2 separate regions of the Drosophila melanogaster genome follow, and region 2 is linked to region 1. Evidence: chromatin contacts called from public Hi-C data. All regions are on one chromosome and are shown on one strand. The core of a region is the stretch at or near the end of the contact, and the rest is flanking DNA. Distances in the headings are between cores, read along the strand shown. Region 1 holds the start of PKD (Protein Kinase D). Region 2 holds the start of CG43732.

What was found. A called contact is a pair of places that touch in the nucleus more often than the background predicts.
Region 2: a Hi-C map of the Kc167 cell line shows a contact between it and region 1, with 1.4 times the contacts expected there. A contact is called at or near these places in 3 of 107 Hi-C or Micro-C datasets (the Kc167 cell line, embryonic mesoderm and wing imaginal disc).

The regions. Positions count from the first base shown.
Region 1 is chr3R:18,311,566-18,317,800 of dm6, reverse strand. It overlaps PKD (Protein Kinase D), which reads left to right and starts at 3,394. Exons shown (of 8, transcript NM_142453.4): 1 at 3,394-3,610. naz (nazgul) reads left to right here. Exons shown (of 5, transcript NM_001300458.1): 4 at 40-186; 5 at 319-1,726. The coding sequence ends at 577.
Region 2 is chr3R:18,947,367-18,953,601 of dm6, reverse strand. CG43732 reads right to left here and starts at 3,406. Exons shown (of 15, transcript NM_001275792.1): 1 at 2,999-3,406. CG42613 reads right to left here. Exons shown (of 19, transcript NM_001260256.1): 5 at 5,595-6,235.

The DNA of each region.
Region 1 (6,235 bases), core at 2,145-4,644:
TGCCATTTAAATAATTACAATAATTGGTTAACTTTGCAGCTCGCCGCTGATGTCGTCCCTCTGCGTGAAGGCGGTCACCTATCCGTGGATGTGGCTGTTCATGAAGAATGCCTACGAGGGCGCCCAGTGCGCCATCCGCTTGGCCACCGATCCCCAGCTGAAGGAAGTCACCGGCGAGTACTTCAAGTGAGTAGTTGCCATGGCCACTCCGCTGCACTCCGGTTTCTGTTGGCCGCATTAGCCAGCACTTTGTTGGCCACTTTCTGCAGCACGCCCCCCTCCCACCAAAAAGTCCCCTTTTTTTTTTGTTCGTTGCAGTGATTGCGAAATTGCGGCAAGTTCGGTGACGGGCCAAGACAAGGAGTTGGCCAAGAAGCTGTATATGCAAACCATAAAAACCCTCGAAAGCGTTACCAAGCTAACCGTCGACAGGGAGGAGTACGGCTTGGATTTGCAGCTGGAGATGGAGTCTGAGCTGAGGCTGGAGGAACCGGCGGAAGCGGAACCGGAAACGGAAACGAACCAGGCAGCGGATGAAAAGAAGTGGCAGGGGAATGGTGAGACGAAGCAGCCGTAGTCATTGGAGTGATTTATGCCTGGCACGCGGCCCGAGTTCCTTGGAGACTGCCAACTGCAACGTCTATTTGCATTCGGTTTAACAATTGCCGCATTAGGCAGCCTCCCCTCGCCCACCTCCCCCCTCCCCCCTCCCGCCATTTTATGTGGACCCCTGACTTTGTGGGGCTTCCCCGTTTTTCGCCGGAAATAAATGCAACTTTAATGTGCGAGCAGCCTGAATTTGCCGAGTTTGTACTTTTCGAGCAGCGTCGATGGGCTGAATACGTTGGTGCTTGAGCCTTTGATTTATTCCCAATTTAAAATGCCCTCGTTTGAGCGGGAATCCCTGCAAGAATCCCAGAATGGACAGTCGCAAGCTATTCGGGTGAATAATAGAAATGGATGGGGAGCTTTGGGAATTTTCAAAGGAGGCAGAATGGCTAAATCCCTTTTTCGAAGGAAAATATTTCTATTAAATCGTCATAGTTATTATAAAATTTATTTAATTTTAATTAAAATTCTTACTTGTCCTGCACATTTTCCAATCTAACTGAAATCATTTGCATTTCATTCGATACAACTAAAGTGCAGAGATTATTTCCATTCCCGACGCCATGCCCCAAATAAAATCCAAAATAGCAGCCCCGAATTGTAATCATATATTTGGCAGTCCAAATGCTGGAAAATCCATGGGCACCAGCTTGAATGGAGAATAGAGAATGAGCTAATTGCGAAATGTTTTTCGCTCCGTCTAAATTTGGCCCCCTCCCAGCGCCCGACTCCTGATCTCTGGGGCAAATGGCAACGCGTGCCAACAAACTGTTGATTACCAGCAACAACAACGAGGACTTGAACTCACACAAATACTCGCCTAAATATATGTTTGTATGTGTGTATATATGGCTGTACGGACGGAAAACAAACCAGAGATGCAAGGCCAATTATTTTTAGTTCAGCTAAAACCGATTTCCATTATAATGTGTGTACAATCTACAATGCGAGGCTTAGACGAGGACATGCCAGGGGCAGACAGCAGGGAGAATTCTACATTCCGAGGAGCCGGAACCCACATACACAGAGAACAAATAGACCGTTGTCTTACATCTTAATCTGGCTAATTGATTTAAAAATGTTTCTATTATGTTTAAATCCTGCTAAAACTTCATTTAAAATACAATAAATTAATAAATAAATTTATGGTCCTTACTCCTTCGTAGATATATTTCTGATTCCCCTATAATAAATACGTCAAAATTAAATATTTTCAATATTTTATCCAATTCAGTTGAGATATTACTCCACAGTAGTTTTCTATGTAGCAGGACACATGCAACTGTCTCGACGCAGCCCCGCTTTGTATGCTATGGAAAATCTCTTTATTATATTACGTGCGACGCTTTTGTTGTCAGTTGGCAGGCGGCACAGCACCAGCAACAAAAGCCATTCACCCCCTTTTGGAAAAATGGCCTCCCAAGACCCACAGCCACCCACCTTCCGCACACATCCGCCCCATTTTTGCCGGGGGGACGGGGTAAGCGCCATGTGTTGCTAGAGCAATTTTATGCTTCCCTTTTCGAAGTTGCTTCGTTTGACTGGCCCAGTTCTTTCCGCCCATTTTTCCCCATTTTTCTGATTCTGCGAAATGAAAAGCTCTTAGCGTGGAAAAGCGATTACGATGCTGGCGAAAAGCTTTACGTTTCCGGTTACCTTTCCGCCGCAACGTGTTACCGTAATGTGCATTTTACGCGCTTCAGTTTGGCCAACCAAAAGGGGGATCCCCGGAGTTCCTCGAGCTACTGACCTCCGGTGTGGCGTGTGCATTCACTGAAAGGCGCAAAATCACTGCCGCTGATTTTTTCCAGTGCAGATTAAAGCTTTTCGGGAGCAACAGTCGCCCATTAAAAGCCCGCTCACTTGACTCTCTTCGAGTGGCACACTTGTCTCTTAAGTTTCGACTGCTCTTTACTTCTTCTTTTAAGACTCAAAATATTACGTATACGTAAACAATATTCGGTTTGCCTATTTTATTTTTTATTTGAAATAAATATATAAAATGTATCAAATATTTTTGGTAGGAATTAAGAGATGTAATTTATGTTATTTTTTAATTTAATTTAATTTTAGTTATTTTAACTAACTTGCAAACTTATATTATTATTTTACATGTATAATTAGAAAGATACCATTTTTGACAATATTACTTAATATTTTAATATTCTATAAGTAATCCTAATATGCAACTACTTACGCTCTAAGCTAAATATGAAATAAATAAATTATTTAAGTTTTCTTTGTTTAAACCTGTCTACCCTGGCAGCTCTTATGCGTAACCTATCCTAATTCTGAGCAAAAGTGGGCCGCTTCTCTTCGTTACAACTCCCAAGCTTTCAAGACACCTGTGAGAAAATGAGAAAGCTTGGCGAGCATGGCTTTCACCTCTGCCACAGCCGGATTGTAAACAAACGCCCAGCCGAAATCGAGAAGAGTAAATAAACAATCGAAAAGAGGCCAAAATAAAATAGAATCAAAATCAAATTGAGGAAGCGCGTCAAGAACGCCAAAAATGTGGCAAGTGATGCGTTGCTTGAACACAGCATCCTAGGAATCGCAAACATTCTGCCCCCCAAATGCTCTCCCATCGGAGAATCTCTCTGGTGGATTTGTGGGGGGGGGGGAGGGGTTCAAAAGAGAGCATAAACCCGAGTCCAAATCGAGAGTTGAGTTGAGCTCGGCAATTTCATTTGGATTTTGCCTTTTCAGCCGCTGCTGCTGATTTTTGCGATTGCTGGCCTGGCTGCCTTTGGAAATTTCGCTTCAGTTGCGCGGCGGTCGACGCGAAGTGCAAACGTGCGAAGTTTTCTCGTCTTTTTTTTGGCCTCAGCGACAGAAACAGCGCAACGTGGACATGTCCACGATGCTGCCACACAAATAGGAAAACAAGGAAAGGAAAATACTACGACACACACACACGCACACACACGCGCTCAGAAACGGCAAACAAATATTGAAAATTCTAAGGAAAAGCGCCCGGGGAAATGGGGCACGAACGAAGGTGTGTTGGTACTCTAGCTGCTGTCCGTGTGCATATTAATTATTCAAATTAATTGCAAGACATTTTCAACAAGTCTATATATACATGTATATATACATTCGCCAAGTGTTGCATCTTAAATGAGTGTAAAAAATAATCGACGGAAAGTCGGGCAAAGTCGTCGAGGGATGCCAGCTGAAAACAAATTAAACCAAATGAATTTTCCCGAGAAACATTAAAATTTAAGTGTCACAGTTGGCGGCTCCTTGGCAGTTTCCCGAGTTTTCCGTGCTTTCCGAGCTTCCCAGTTCCTGTTATTATATCATCCTGTGCATAAGTGGAGTGCTTTTGTTGCTAATTTGCTACGTTTCGTTGTTGGTGGTCGTGAGTGGTAGTTTTGTGCTCAATTCGTGTCTTTACGAGGCATATAATTATTATATGCTAGCTATTCGAATGGTAAAATAAGTATATACTATATGGCACCATTCATTTATAGAATGGCTTGTTAAATGCGTGTATCATTTCAACGGGGTCCTTTTCAATGGTTCTTGGAACTTGGAAAGGTTTAAATTTATAGTGACTGTGCGTATTCTTATATTACTAAGTGCTTTAATAAACTAATAATAGTACTTACATGATATTCATATAATTACTTTACAAATACAAATTTTGACCTTATACTTAGATATATATTTGTCAGCTTAGATCTGTATTGTTAATTAATCTGAATATGTGTACATTTAGCTAATCCTCCTTACTGAGTGCCACCTGTACCATTGTCCTGACACGCTTCAATGCAAATGTTTGTCTGCGCCCGCGCCCGTTAATATTTATTTGCTCCTTTGGGCGGGTGGAAAACGCACTCCCACTTCGGAGTCCACCATCCACTTGAGCTAGAAAAACAAACAGAAACACATTCGAGTTGTTCCCTGGCCTTGGTGTTTATATGGCCGGTGCGTCAGGCTCAATAAACTGGAACCATTATCGCATCTACACGCTTCTCTGGAGATTCATAACAAGCCCAATTTCGATTTAACATGTTTCAATTTAAGTTAAGCAGAAGAGGCGCTGTAATTTCTAAATATATCTTCAGAACTTTATTCATTTCATTTCGAAAGACCTTTAAAAGATGGTTCATCATATATGTAAATCCAAATATATTATCTAATATATCCTCATTAATATCCTTCTTCTAAGATGATACTTTTTTCGCGCACTGTATAGGATTTTCTTGGGCTCCACCCGCAGTGGAATTTGAACTTGGCGTGGCATCATCGGCGCATCTCGTTCTCGCTTTCGCTCCCGGCTTGGAATTATTATCACCTTTCTAATTATCTATCGATGATAATGGTGATGCCATGCGATGCCCCCTCTCTATCGCTCCCCGTAGCCCCGTCTCGTTCTGTTTTCTTATCAGACTCGAAAAGAGCCCGCGACTTTTGCGTCGACTGTGACTATTTGCATTTCGCTACGTTCTGTGTTTGTTTCACATGAATCTAAGAATTTGAATTCTAATAATATTCCAACAAATAAACATGTGAGTACGGGTGGCACAGCCTCCAAAAAAAAAACCAACCGATAACCGAGGGGGATAACAATAAAAAAAACACATGAAACAACAGATTTCAACTAACTTCTTGTTTGGCCATTTACATTTCAAACTGGAGAAGTTTGAATATCATAATTTTGTTTTTGGTTTCCAAAATAAATAGATGTTAGTGTTGCAATTTATTTTGATTTCAAGCATAGCAGTTAATGAGCAACATTTTAAATTAACAACTACACACTATTTTTTTGGTGCAATTAATGAACTCAAATTTGTTTGGTTTTTTCGGCAATATGCCGCTGTTATTTATTGATCAATTTAAAATCTAAAAATATGTTCAAAATACTTACATATTATTAGGGTAACGAATTTTACGAAATTGTTTCAGAGTCATTTTCAGTTGATTCGAAAATATATATATTGGTATAATTTTGAATTATTGATTCGGTTATTTATGCTAATCCATTAGGGATCGACATTTAAATTCCAAATATATATTTCTTTAAAATCGAATACGTTTTATAATTTTTTGTTATTTCCTTGCCATTTTAAGTAAAAATCCATAATTTCTTTCCATTCGCTGACAACATCTGCACGCTTGGCACAACTTCAGTAACCGTCACAATGAAAGGAAATCACCTTGGCCCTGGGGCCGTCTAACGGTAACGGGAAAATCGCTTATCAAACCTCAAACCACCAACCCCCATCCCGCACCACCTGAGTTGGCCCAAACTACACACACCCCCCCCCCCTCTCAGGTAGTTTTCTCGCACAGCCTTGACAATGACAACGAGCGAAGAAATGGGCGCTAAATGGGCGCGCTCGAAGCGTAGAAAGAGTGCAGAAGGGGCAGAGTAGTGGGAGAAAGGGGAAGAAAGGCCGATGGTGGCGGAAGGTGGGGTTCGGGGGTATATTGAAGAGTGCGTCCGTTACAACAAACAAACAAAGGAAACAAACAAACTGGGCAACAAATGGCGGGCAAGGGCGGGGTAGTAAGACTATGCCGGGTCGAGTGCTTTGGTTCATGGCTCACACTCACACACGTCTCAGCCGCTCACTCTCTCTCTCACTCTGTTGTCATCTCGCTCTGCAGCACTCTG
Region 2 (6,235 bases), core at 2,157-4,656, 640 kb before region 1:
GAATGACTTGAACTTTGGGAACTACTCGTAATTGATTGGCTCAGCCAGTTTGTATTAGCTTTTTCACGCAGGAGATGCCAGCTAAAAGGTTGCGAGTGTGGTTTTGATCGCATGCCAAATAATTTATGTCTTTTGTTTTTTCGCCAGTTAACAAGGTCTTAAAGCTGGTAAGCCTTGTGCAAATTTCATTCCAGAGGTGGCACATCAAAAGACGATCCCTTCTTTAATCAGCAAACTCATTAGCATCGTCCGCTAACTAAATACAAATTAAAGAAACAGCATCCACAGCTGGCAAAGCCGCTTGCCTTTCCCCTTTTTCCACGCTTTTCCGCCTGCTCCTGCTGGTTGCTAAAAAGTTTTCACTTCGCAGCCGTCAAGTTGATGTAATGAAAAAGTTGCAGCATATTTTTAACAATATTTTCCCAGCTCATATCACATGACGTGGACACGCTGGCTACTTTCTACTGGCAAAAGCCAATGCTGCTGCGGAAAGCCTTCAAAACAACAAGAACTCGGCGTACAGGGCGCTAATTAGTTTCGAGTCGGCGTTTTCAATGGGAATATGGTTTGAAAAAACATCGCTCATACGCAACGTTGGCCCGCAGCCGCAGGTTATTATTATAATTTTGGTTCGGAATGGTAAAAAAAACGGAAATAAAACTTATTTCTAGCACACAAACTGAAATAAATAAACACTTTCGCTGCGAAAGTGGAGACCACACCCTCCACTCAAAGCCGTTTTGCACGTAGCTTTTCTCGTGAGCAGCCGTCGGGAAAATCGCTTGCAAAAGTGAAAATTGAACAAGGAACCAAAGGCGCAAAGGAAAACCATATGAGCAACGGGTTAGCACTGTGAAAGCGAATCCAGTGCAGCTCATTATAAAATAGCCAACGTAAAAAACCCTATTTCCGTTTTTTTTTTTTTGGGGGGGGGCGGGTCAAAGGTGCTCGCTCCGGACCCGAAAATTCACTTTGAGATTCCAAACAGAAATTTTAACGATGCATATAAAAACCCGGCGACGGCAAATGAATAAATAATTTATGCGTAAAGGTTCCTAAACATTCGAGTGGCTGGGTAACATTATTTGCAAAGTTACTCGTCTCTTCTTTCTTCGCATTTTCCACACGTAGCAAATTGTATCTCTCTATTACCTGGTGGAAGTAGCCTGATTTAGTGGCAGTGCCGCCCACCTTAGCCGAAGAAAAAGAAAAAAGGGTTGAGTTTAAAACCCAGCCAACCCCGCAAGTCGACTTTTCACGGGAGTCCCTTTGGGTTATGTTTGCTTATCACCTGGTTGGCTATCCAAACAAGGTGGAAAACGATTGCGGCCCTCTGTTTGCACATTTGGCACGTTTCAATTTCGCAGCGATTGCCGAACTGCATGCAAATTGCAACTGAATCCCACTTTTTTTTTGTACGTTTACTACTTTGCATATGGCAAAGAAACTGGGAAAGCACTTTCATCTGATGATCGACTGTATGGATAGACATCGGAGTGAGAAATAGTCAATTACGAAAATGATTTTCGTGAGTAATTATTAAATAAGCTGCAATTTCAGGTAGGCAGGCTGACTATAAACCATCGCTTATAGTGAAACGTGAGCGGAATTTAAAAAGGAAAGTAATTTACAAAATGTTTACAAATATATTGAGTATTGGTTAGAATAATTGGTTGCCGTTATTAGCATGTTTATAATAAGCGTGAACGAAAATAACGATTTTTAAACAAAATCGTTTCGTTGAAAATCAAAGTATAAATCTCTTGAAAAATATTGCATTCAATTCAATTAATCTTTTGCTGAAAGTGTAAACGGAAAAACACGTCTTCTGCTAGTAAAACTACAATTTTATTTCGCAGATCATTTCCCTTTTTTTTCGGATCAAACAAGAGTATATTCAGATCTAAAAAATGAATTGGAAGATGAGCAATGCGTTTACTCCTGCCTCAAATCGAAGCTGTCACTTGTCAGTGGCACGCGTTGCAGGAACGGAAATCGGAAAGTTCGCCCGGACTTTGGCTGTGACTCCAATTAAGCAGCTGGCGAACAGGTGAAACAGGTGAGACCCAGCAGAAGTTGTCATAACTGCCGTGGACACATTTCCATCGCCATCACCATCGTCCCTTTTTCTTCTGTCTTTTCCGCATTTATCCAGACTTATTGCTGCATTGCAAACAATACGAGGGCCATGTTGTAAATCCCCCAACAATTGTCTGCCTCCAGTTCGTTTTGTAACCTTTCGTTGCCCAGATTGCCCTCTCCTGTTTAAGGACGTTCCAAGAAAAAGCAGCCAGGGTTACCGATTAGGAATGTATGGCCATTGTGCATGTGAACTAATAACGCATTTGTATGTTTGCTTTTGAAAATGGCGAGTTAGCTTGAACGTGAACTCATCCGAAGGAACATTCGCTCAATGCAAATAAAACCCAATTTTGCTGAAATGAGCATTTTTTTTTTTTTTTTTGGTGAATCGTATGGGCATGTGGACCGATTCCAAGAATCAATTTACATGGCCATTCTCGTTTGGTCAAAGGAATAGGTGTCATAGGTTGATATTAAATGGAAATGCAGCATTGTAAGTGTGGCAATAAATAATTCAATACACAGCACGGAGTGACTTTCATTTTAGTTGTTATACAAGTGAATTCCATTTAATAATTTCATTCGTGATAAATGATTAAGGTATTCTTATTTGGAATTGTTTGCCAAAAAACATTTGCATTTAAAATTGTATACGCGCACAAAAGAGGCATAACTTAAATATTGCAGTGGTTTTGCTGACTTTCAAACATCATTGTTTAATTTTAAGCGAGTATGATGTTTAAATGTCTTTAATCCTACCAAGTGATTCTGCAAAATACCTCCCAGCCTTTTGCCCCGATTGATCACCATAAATAGCCCACTCCACAATCTTATAAATGCCGAATATCTCAATTGTGCACCATAGCCAAGGCAATTTCAAAAGAATATGTAATTCGGTTTCCATTTGAATATTTACGTCTCGCTGCCGAGGGCTTTCTCAATTGATTTGTAATTCACTTTTGTGTCGAACAATTCCGCGTTGAGCTCTCCGTTTGCCAGGCCAGGGTTTTTCTTATCGCCGGGATTGGTTTGGCCGGATTTTGGATTTTGGATTTTGACACCGAAACGGAATGCTTAAGCAAACATTAAAATGCAAACGCACAGGACGAAGCGATAAGGCGGAAAGAACAAGAGACCTTAATCGGTGGTCAAAAGCGGGAAAAGTGCGCGCGTTGCTGGGAAAACTGATTCGAGGCTCCTGTCACACGATGCGATTAATGACGCGTTCAAAAGCTGGTGGCAAGCGGAATCCGGAGCTGAATTGAGCTGGCTGAAAAGCGCGTTGCGAGTGTGTGTGCCGCACGGCCGACTGAAATCGACTGACTACGCTCGGCTGCTGCCACGGCATTTAAGGCAGAGAGTGAAGTCGGAAAATGCGAGGAAAATTCGGAGGAAAAGCGAGAGAGCACGCCGCGATGACATCAAGTGAAAGCTCTGCCATTTGAATCGAGAGACGGCTGTTAGTCCAACGCCAATATAGTACGGCAGCGAAATAAATCAAATTGAATCTATGATTTCGTTTTTGTGCACTTCTTTTTTCTACTTCAGGACCCCAGGACTCCTTGGCGCAGCCTCCTCCTCCTCCGCCTCCTTCTCGAGTGGATCCTTCAAGTTGTTTGCCACCGGATTTCATTTGGCTGCGGCTCAATGAGCCGTCGATTCTGTTTGTTCGAGTGGCCGACGAGCGCTTTAATCGCCCATCCAAAGCCAAAACCAAAGCCGCCACTCGAGACAGCTGGCAGGTGGCAGATTTCAGGTGAAACCCGAAGGTTTCCAGGTGCCAGGCCATCAGGTGGTGCCAAAGCTGACAGGTGAGAATCTTGTTTAACTTCGGCTTCTGCTCATTATGCTCCTCCCGTTTTGGTCCGACTTGGCCGTTTGTGCGGATAATTGCCGCCTTCAATTTAAATTGCCAACGAGCTTGGCGCACCTAATTTTCGATTTCATTTAATTTGGCGCAAATCTCATTAGGGCAAAAACGTCGCCCAAGATAAATGGCAGTGTGTTCTTTTGTTTTTTTTTCTTGCTCTTCGTCCGAGGCATCGAATCGCAGATACTTTGACCTGTGCCTGGGGCACTGGCGTCTTTGACTTTCCCTGCTCCGTCCGGCATGCCAAGTCAGCGATTTATTTGGGCCAAACAATGGCGGGATAACCCAGCAAACATTCACTGGCCAACTGATAAGCGCCAATCTCTTGGCAAATGATAACACCGTTGGCCTGGCAGCGCAGGCGCGAGCTTTTCCACAAGAGAGAGATAACGATGGAGAGAGTGGAAAAGCCAGAGAGCTCTGCCAACTGATAAGAAAGCAGCAGACTTATGCTGCCTCTGCATCTGCGGCTTCAATTGTCTTTAATCGCTGCTCAAATGTCGATGATGTCCTGGGAAGTGTTCTGTGGGATGGGTTGGAAAATTGGAGAGCGGTTACCCCGGGGAGGAACTTTAACGAATTGTCATTGATTTCTTTTGAAATGGCACCGCTTTTGTTTGCCTTCGCTTCTGCCACATTAGGCAGCTGAGCAGGGGGGGGATTCTGCTCCTCTAACTCTGATTACTGCAGCTCTGCCTATCGGGGGCAATGATCACAGATTGAATTTGCTCCGGCGGCAGCCGGTCTTAAATAATTATGAGCGCGTTTAATTAATAAGTTTGCCAAGGCAGCAACAAAGACCTCGAAAAGGGTTCTTCCAGAAATATGCTGTTATTGTTTTTGCGGCCGGGAAGCAATTAAGACCGCCTAGCGCATTGTCTTCTCGGCCTCAGCCCCGTTTGACCCCAACTTTGTTATAAATTTGCCTTTGTGCGTGCTCTGAAAAATGACCAGCCCCTCAAATGTAGAAAAAAATAAATATATATATATAAAAACTGTCACACAAAGAGTTTGAAAAACCGAAAATGAAAAAGAGATAACTCAGATCCGAAAGGGGCAGGGACTGGGGTGCCGGAGCGGATTGCTTCCTTCCTGCCGGGGGACGCTCACTTTTGCCGGTCATTAAATTTTTTTCCATTGCCTTTGGCAGTCGATACATATTTGGCTGCGTACATAAATAATGAGCTCAGTTGTTGTTTGGCCAGATTTGCAAATGTTCTTCGACAGTTTCAATTATTTATTTACCAGCCCAGCCGACGACTACAGTGAGCACTCAGTGGGGTCTTTAAAACTGGCAGGCTAAAAGCCAGCTAGTGGACACTCGAGACTTGCCAATTAGGACGTAGGAAAATTGTTTTACATGAGTTGGTTGAGAGTTACACATTTTTTAGCAGGACTATGGAGGGCAGCAGCAACTTTCACAGAAGTTTAAAGGGAAAAGTGCCATGCTAAACCATTAAAGTTTGATGTGGCTACATTTAGATACTATAAGTCCGGATTCAAATAAATTCATAAAATTCATGAAGACGAAAAACTTCTTCAGCTGTTAATAGTAAACCCATATTTTTAACAATTAAACATGAGGTACATCATGTACTTGTTAAATACTTTGCAACGAATCTAGTAAATAAAAAGTACTCACCTGCATAGAATAAAGGCAGCAGATTGAAGATGATAACCAGCGGAAATATAGAGCGTGCAAACTTTTGCATATCCGTAAGGATGCCGACTGCCGGAGTCGTTGAAGCCGCAGCAGCGTAGTCCTTTGTGGCTTCGCCGTGTTGATAGAGCTTTCGTTGTTGTTTCGTAGAGTCCTGACTGACTTTGGAAGATAGGCGTGATAGGCAAGTGCTCGTGGCGAGGCGATCCTGCTCCGAAATCCCTGTAGAAGCGACCAAAGGGGCAGCAGTATCAGCCAGGTCCTGCTGTTGCTGCACGACAGGAAGAACAGCAACATTGCGGCCTGCAGCAATGTCGTCCAAAGGATTGCGCATCCTGTGCTGGGTGTCTCTATCGCTGTCAGAGTTCTCATCTGTGGTCCAGGACTGCGGACATTCGCTGGCTGGTACATCATCTGTTGCTGCTGCAGTTGCAGTTGTTCCTGTTGCTGATGTTGCTGCTGCCGCAAGTGTTGACTGGCATAATGTTGCTGCTGCTGTTGTTGTTGCTGTTGCTGCCTCTGATTCGCTTTGTGTTTGTGTGTGGCACAGAAACGTATCGTTTTGAAATTGCTTCCGACTGATGCAGTTGCAGTTATTCGTGTGCTGCTGTTGTTGTAAAGGT